Regions from separate parts of the Macaca mulatta genome. Here region 2 is linked to region 1. The links are chromatin contacts, called in public Hi-C maps. All regions are on one chromosome and are shown on one strand. Each heading gives the region's core, a stretch centred on a gene start, on an enhancer-like site or on the middle of the called end of the contact. The rest is flanking DNA. Distances are from core to core; before and after follow the strand shown.

What was found. A called contact is a pair of places that touch in the nucleus more often than the background predicts.
Region 2: a contact with region 1 is called in a Hi-C map of liver, with 4 times the contacts expected there. The contact joins the promoter of PHPT1 here to the promoter of TRAF2 in region 1. A contact is called at or near these places in 2 of 14 Hi-C or Micro-C datasets (CD4 T cells and liver).

Annotation. Positions count from the first base shown.
Region 1 is chr15:5,579,114-5,582,765 of T2T-MMU8v2.0, reverse strand. It overlaps TRAF2 (TNF receptor associated factor 2), which reads left to right and starts at 1,550. Exons shown (of 11, transcript NM_001194792.3): 1 at 1,550-1,569.
Region 2 is chr15:5,617,777-5,621,428 of T2T-MMU8v2.0, reverse strand. PHPT1 (phosphohistidine phosphatase 1) reads left to right here and starts at 2,012. Exons shown (of 4, transcript XR_013405256.1): 1 at 2,012-2,193; 2 at 2,576-2,700; 3 at 3,004-3,123; 4 at 3,316-3,583. It also overlaps a transcript of AJM1 not described here.

The DNA.
Region 1 (3,652 bases), core at 301-2,800:
CAGTCTCAGGACAGCTTTGAGCCTCCCAGGTGCAGCCAGGAGGAGAAGCCTCCTCACATCTCAGAGCCCAGTTCCTGGGCTTGAATGCAACCTCACTGACCCTGCAGGTGCGAACTTCGAACGTTTCCATGGCTGCTTGCAGCAAACTCAGGGGTGATGACGTTGATGGAATCCAATGGCTTCCTGAGTTCCATCTCAAGGCCTTGCGGTCCCAGAAATGTGGGTTTAGGGGAGGGGAATTCCAACTACAAACCAAGTAACATGTATGAAATGTGGCATTGGCGCCTGGGGACACAGCGTGGCCTGAATAAATTATGTAACTTCAGAGCCTGCCCTGTTTTGCAGTGTATTCCATCTTTGAGCAGTCCCGTGGTCTCAGGGTCTGAATGCTTGGAGTAGACTTACCTCTGTGAACGTTTCCTTCTCTGCAAAGCGGGGAGAAAGGTCTCCATTTCACCAAAAGCTGGCTGGAGGGGAGGTGGTGTGTCCGGTGCTAGCCCGTGCACCGCCAGAGAGAACCTGCTGCAGCTCCCGTTCTCCTGAGCAGATGACGGTGCCGCCTGCCCCATGCAGCCCACAGGACTCCTAGGGCAGCCCCTGTTTTGGCCGCCAAGGCCACTGTTTTCGTTTGAGTGTCTGGAGGTCACAGGTTGTGTTTTCACTTGAGGTCAGGAGTTCAAGACCAGCCTGGCCAACATGGTGAAACCTCGTCTCTACCAAAAATACAAAAATTAGCCGGGCGTGATGGCGGGCGCCTGTAATCCCAGCTACTAGGGAGGCTGAGACAGGAGAATCGCTTGAACCCGGGAAGCGGAGGTTGCAGTGAGTCGAGATCACTCCACCGCACTCCAGCCTGGGCGACGGAGCGAAACTCCGTCTCAAAAAAATAATAATACAGTGCACAACCCAGTGGATTAGCACACCGGCCATGTCGGGCGGCCGTCACCACTGTCTGGTTGCAGAGCATTACCTCAACCCAAAAGGAGACCCATATCCTTAATACCTTACTTAAGCGTGCAGTATTCTTTTGGTCGTTTTTCATAAATGTAACCCAAATTGAGGCCCCGCTCTAAGCCCGGCACCGGGGGAGGCAGAGGGACCCGCAGGTGTCCGGCAGGTCGCGGCCGCCCCGCCAGGGCCCCACGTCCCGCGACGCGCGCCTCGTGGGAACCGGTGCCGCCCGGCCTGGGCTCCTGGCTCACCTCTCGGGTGTGCGGCAGGGGTCTCCGCACGGGGGCCACGGGAGGGGAAGCAAGGGCCTCGCTGTCTCGCCGCACCTGGGAAACCGACCCAATTGACGCGGACCCCACGGCGCAGCGCTACAACAGCTCCCGGGACCAACTCCCCGCACCAGCGCTCCGGCGCGCTCCGTGAGGAAGTAGCAGAGGGCGACTTAGGTATCCACGCCGTCTCAGCGCCGACCAATCGGCGCCCGCTACGGCTTCCTGAGGGCTCGCTGGTTGGCTCCCGTGTCCGTCCGTCAGGCCCCCTCGGCGGAGCGGTGGCGGCGGCGGCGTTGGGGGCGGTGGCTGGGCGGGCCCTTAGTTCCGGGCGCGCCGCGACCGTTGGGTGAGGCGAGTGCGGGGTCGGGGGCGAGGTCGGGCGCGGGCGCGGGGTCGGTTGCGGGGTCGGGCGCAGGCGCGGGCACCTCTCAGGGCGACTCCCGGCCGGAGCCGGAGCGGGAGCGGGGGCGGGAGAGGCCGCGGGGCGGGGGCGGGGCCAGTCCGAGGGGATTTCTCTGAGCGGCTGGGCCGGAAACCAAGTCGGAGCGGGGCTGGCGCGGGAAAGTTCGGGAACGCGCGCGGCCGTCCTCGGAGCAGCGTCGGGGCACGGTCCCGGGTCTCGCGCGGGGTCGCGGCTCCCAGCCCCGCCTGAGGCCCGTGGGCGGCCCACCGGGCCCTGCCCTGCCCCGGGTCCGCCGCTCCCCCGCGTCCTGTCGCCCCCTCCACGCTCAGGTGTGGGCCCCTCGTGTTCCCGAATCCCCGCACCCCCACCCGACTGCGTGCCCGGGCGGGTCAGGGGCGCCTCCGACCCCTGAGGCTGCTCGCGCTCCCAGCCGGGGGTCGGGGAAGACCGGTGAGGCTGGGGGCGGAGCCGACTCTGCTGCCTTCCTGCTGAGTGGCTGGGGAGACCCCGGCTGAGCCTGGGTGGAAAAGTCCCTTTGGCTGCTGGGAGGGTCGGGGGTAGCAAGGAGCCGGTGCCGGGATGGGCTGCGCCGGGTGGGACCGGGGCCAGGGCCTGGGCCTGGGATTGGCAGGGGATGTTTGTGGAAGGTAGAGCGGAGAAAAAGGAGTTAGAATGTCTGCAAGAATCTGGCCTGAGCAGCTGAAGGCTGGTGCTTCCTAGGCCAAGATGAAGGAGTCACAGCGCCCATGGCCTCTCGGGAGGCGGCCAGATGTGCAGCCTGGGGTCAGGGGAATGGTCAGGGCCAGAGCTGGGTATTTTGGAGTTGGCATTTTGCGGCCCTGAGGGCTGAGGGTCAGTGCAGAAGAGCACCAAACGCACACTCGGTGTAGGGCAGCCAGTGAAGACGGGGCTCGGAGGAGGAGGGAGCCTTGTCTGGGTCAAGTCAAGGGAAACTAGGACTGAGAACGGACCCTGCTCACATGATCTTGAAGGGACGGAATTGCTGCACTGTAACTCAATCTCTCTCCGTGTTAACAGCTCCAGTTTTTAATACGAGAAACTAAAGGTATTAATGGGTGAACACTTATAAGATTCAAGAGCTTCTCTCCTGCAACGCTTGCTTCTGATACTTTCGTATAAACAATTGTTAGGAGTTTCGGCTGTTACCAAGTTTCTATTTGGTATTGTGTTGAGCCTGAAAAAGATGGGGTTACATATAAAATTATAGTTTTATTTATTTATTTATTGAGACAGTTTTGGTCTTGTTGCCCAGGCTGGAGTGCAGAGGTGCGATCTCGGCTCACTGCAGCCTCCGCTTCGTGGGTTCAAGCGGTTCTCCTACCTCAGCCTCCCGAGTAGCTGGGATTACAGGCGCGCGCCACCACGCCCAGCTAATTTTTGTATTTTTGGTAGAGATGAGGTTTCATCATGTTGATCAGGCTGGTTTCAAACTCTTGACCTGAGGTGATCCACCCTCCTCGGCCTCCCAAAGTGTAGGGATTACAGGCATGAGCCACCGCACCCGGCCATGAAATTATAATTTTAAAGTGAACTTCGAGTATTTGGAGGGCCTCATATTCATGGCTGCATGCAGATCAGTGTTCCAGATCAATGTTCAGATGGGCTTTTATAGAAGTGGGTTAGAATCGGGTGCCACCCAGTGAACTCTTGCGTGAAGTTCAGTATTGTATGAAGCAGTCGTGCACTGTTGGTGGAGACAGGAGTCGAGGAAGTTTGAATCTCCAGCATTTGGGGCATCTTGGAGTCTGCCTGTGAGAAGAGTAAGACCTGGGTTGAACGCAGGCGACGTTTGCGGCGACGAGGTGACCCCTGCAGCGGCCAGGTTGCACCCATATCTGATTTGGTGTCATGGTTTGGGCGGCGTTTGACTTGCGTAACAATACAGCTTGTCCTTTTGAGTCACCGATGCCACCAAACCATGTTCACACACCAGAGTCAGGATGTCAGGTCTCAGCTGCCTGATGACTCCAGCTTAGTGAAGGCCTCTGTGATTTCTTGTGGGGGT
Region 2 (3,652 bases), core at 763-3,262, 38 kb before region 1:
CGCGAGCGCGTCCCGGCGAGGCAGTGGGCAGGGCTGAGGGTGCGCGGTGCGTTCCCGCTAGTCGGATCCGTTACGCCGACCACGCCAAGCGCCCTGCCGTCCCCTCGCCTCCAGTCGCTGCAGTCTGGGCCCTGCAGGAGCTGGGAAAAGCCGCAGGGAGGTCTTCAGGCCGATATGCGAGTCTCCCAGCCGAAAGGGCACGGGACTTGGGCAGGGGAAGCAGAGCATGTCGGCCTGGCCAGAGCTGACACCTGGCTAGGAGAGGAAGGACCAAGGGACAGGGGGCGTTCCCAGGTGGGAGCCTGGAGGGGAAAGCGTGGTGCGAGCAGGTGAGGGAGCGAGCTAGTCGGTAAGCACAGAAACCCACCCGAAGGGGCTTGACCTGTCCCGAGAGGTCCCCGCACACCCGCTCTGGCCGCACTCCGTCCTGCGGGCGTGGAGGGGCAAGCCCGGGGGCCTGGCCTCCACCTGCCCCCCAAGCGCACGCTGGTCCGCGCCCGGGGCTCTCTGGAGGGTGGGGTGTCTGGGAGAGGGGTGGAGGCCAAACGCAAGGGCCCTCCTGGAGTCCCTAGCCCTACTTCGAAGCCAGGGAAGGGGACACCAAGTGAGAGAAACTGGGCACCCCCGCCCCCGCTCCCGCACCCGGCGCGCCCACCTCGTCCCCGCGCGTCTGCACCGGCCAGGCGTCCCGCTTGCCCACCCGCCGCCGCGCCCCGCGCCCCGCGCCCCCTGCCCCAGGGCCTCTGCATTCGGCCCCACCCCAGAGGGCCGGCCAGGAACGCCCCTGGACCGAAATAATTTCCAGGAGGCAAGAGCTTTCGAACCAAGTAAAATAGAACTTGAATGTAGTGGCTGCTGTTGCCTCCTTGTGCGGGTAGCGGGGTTGGGGACGGAGGCGTTCGGGCGGTGGAGAGGGGAGAGAGGGAGGCGTTCGGGCGGTGGAGACGGGAGAGAGGGAGGCGTTCGGGCGGTGGAGAGGGGAGAGAGGGAGGCGTTCGGGCGGTGGAGGGAGGAGGGGGAGGCCTTCGGGCCATGGAGAGGGGAGGGGGAGGCCTTCGGGCGATGGAGAGGGGAGGGGGAGGCCTTCGGGCGATGGAGGCTGAGAGGAGGAGGACTTCGGGCGATGGAGAGGGGAGAGGGGGAGGCCTTCGGGCGGTGGAGGGGGGAGGGGGAGGCCTTTGGGCGATGGAGGCTGGGAGGAGGAGGCCTTCGGGCGGTGGAGAGGGGAGGGGGAGGCCTTCGGGCGGTGGAGAGGGGAGGGGGAGGCCTTCGGGCTTTGGAGGGGGAGGGGGAGGCCTTCGGGCGGTGGGGGCTGGAGGGAGGAGGCCTTCGGGCAATGGAGAGGGGAGAGGGGGAGGACTTCGGGCGGTGGAGGGGGGAGGGGGAGGCCTTCGGGCGATAGAGAGGGGAGAGGGGGAGGCCTTCGGGCGATGGAGGCTGCGGGGAGGAGGCCTTCGGGCAATGGAGAGGGGAGAGGGGGAGGCCTTCGGGCGGTGGAGGGGGGAGGGGGAGGCCTTCGGGCGGTGGAAGGGGGGAGGGGGAGGCCTTCAGACGGTGGAAGGGGGAGGGGGAGGCCTTCGGACGGTGGAGGGGGGAGGAGGAGGCCTTCGGGCGGTGGGGGCCACGGGGAGGGTGGTCTTCGGACTACGTGCGGGACGGGAGATCAGGGCTGGGACGTCCCTCAGGCCTCCCTCCTTGCCCCAGCTTCGCGGGCCGCCTAACTGCCCAGCTCCAAGGGTGCCACCGGACCCCGCTGGAGAGGAACTTTTCCGTTGGCTGGATTTAATCACCCCCCATTCCCGGTTCCACGTTTCCTTTAAGTGGGGCTAGTGGGGCTGACAGGGCCGCAAGGCGGCAAGGAACTGGATTGCGATTGGTTAGCGCGTGCCTCGGTCGGCGGTACAATTGGCTGAGGCGCTGGGTCTTGGGCAGCATTCCCCGACGGGATTGGTCGCCGCTTTCCCAGAGCCCGCCTTCCGCAGTACAAGCGGTCCCCGGGTCGGGTGGGAGGAGGGGCCTCCGGGACGAAGAACATGGCGGCGGCGGACCTCGCTCACATTCCTGATGTGGACATCGACTCCGACGGTGTCTTCAAGTATGTGCTGATCCGAGTCCACTCGGCTCCGCGCTCCGGCGCTCCGGCTGCGGAGAGCAAGGAGATCGTGCGCGGCTACAAGTGGGCCGAGTACCATGGTGAGGGCGGGGCCTGCCGGCGTGCGAGGGGCGGGGCTGGCGAGGCGGGGGCGGGGCTTGGCGGGCCGGGGTGGGTGCTGCGGGCCACCGACTGCGTTCTGCTCCCAGCCCTGCCCCTGCTAGGTTTGAGCCAGGCTCAGGTCCTGGGCGGGAAAGGCGTGACCCAGCCTGACACCCCCCGCCTCACGACAGTCTCCCAGTCCCCGAGCTCGCCCCGGTTCCACCCTCCTCTCATTCATCCCTGTCCCAGCCTCAAGGGGCTTCGTCTCCTCTGGGGAAGAGGCTGTTCAGAGCTGGGATTTTAGACCTCTTCGGCCGGGAGTTCCTCCCGCGGCCTCCAAGGGCGGCCAGGGCACGTCCTGAGGTCGCCCTCCCATCCCAGCGGACATCTACGACAAAGTGTCGGGCGACATGCAGAAGCAGGGCTGTGACTGTGAGTGTCTGGGCGGCGGGCGCATCTCCCACCAGAGCCAGGACAAGAAGATTCACGTGTACGGCTACTCCATGGTGAGCCGCAGCCCCGTCCCGCCCTGCTGGAGGCCCCGGTTCCAGCTTCGAGGCCCACCTGAGTCTGCTGCCCTGACCCGTGGCCCCAGATGAGCACGCAGGCTTCCCGGGGTTCTCCCAGGGTGGGCGGCAGAGCCCTCCTTCCAGGGCCAGTTGTGTTCCTGCATTCCCCCATGGAGCACATGCCAGACCTGAGGGGCGGGAGGGAGACCCCCAGACATGGCCTGCCGTTCCCTCTCCCTGCCCCCGGAGGCCTTGCTGGGCTCTAGCTGTCCTCCAGCACTTTGCGCCCTGGGCCCCCAGAGGCAGTCAGTACCTGGGTGGAGTTCAGAGTCCCCGCCCGTGCTCTTCACAAAAACCACCAGCAGATGAGAGCCACGTGCGTCCCTCTGGGTGCCTCAAGCCCCAGGATCCACCCTCAAGGTTTGCTTGCCTGTGGAGGTCGCCTCTCCCCAGGGGAGCCCCCAAGGGCAGTCGGGATGGTGGGTTTGGCACCCCCAGGCACTCTCTCCCTTTCCCACACTCGCTTCTGGTGTGGCTGGTGGCTGGATGCCCAGAGCCAGGGCATGGGGTCGAAGGGTCCAGGTGGTGCCAGCAGGCGTCTTCTCTCTCCAGGCCTATGGTCCTGCCCAGCACGCCATTTCAACTGAGAAAATCAAAGCCAAGTACCCCGACTACGAGGTTACCTGGGCTAACGATGGCTACTGAGCACTCCCAGCCTGGGGCCTGCTACCTCCAGCAGCCATGTCAGAGCCCCCGCCTTTGCCTGCACCCCTTTCGGGGCTGGCCCTGCCTGCTTCTGCGGCAGCCCCTGGTGACCTGCCGTCTGCCAGGCTTTGCAGACAGGCTAGCTTGACCACAGAATTAAACGTGTTGCCACGCCTCCCAGTCTCTGAACTCTGTCCTTGGCTTCCGCACCGTGCGTCACCACCTCCAGGGCCCCCCAGACCCT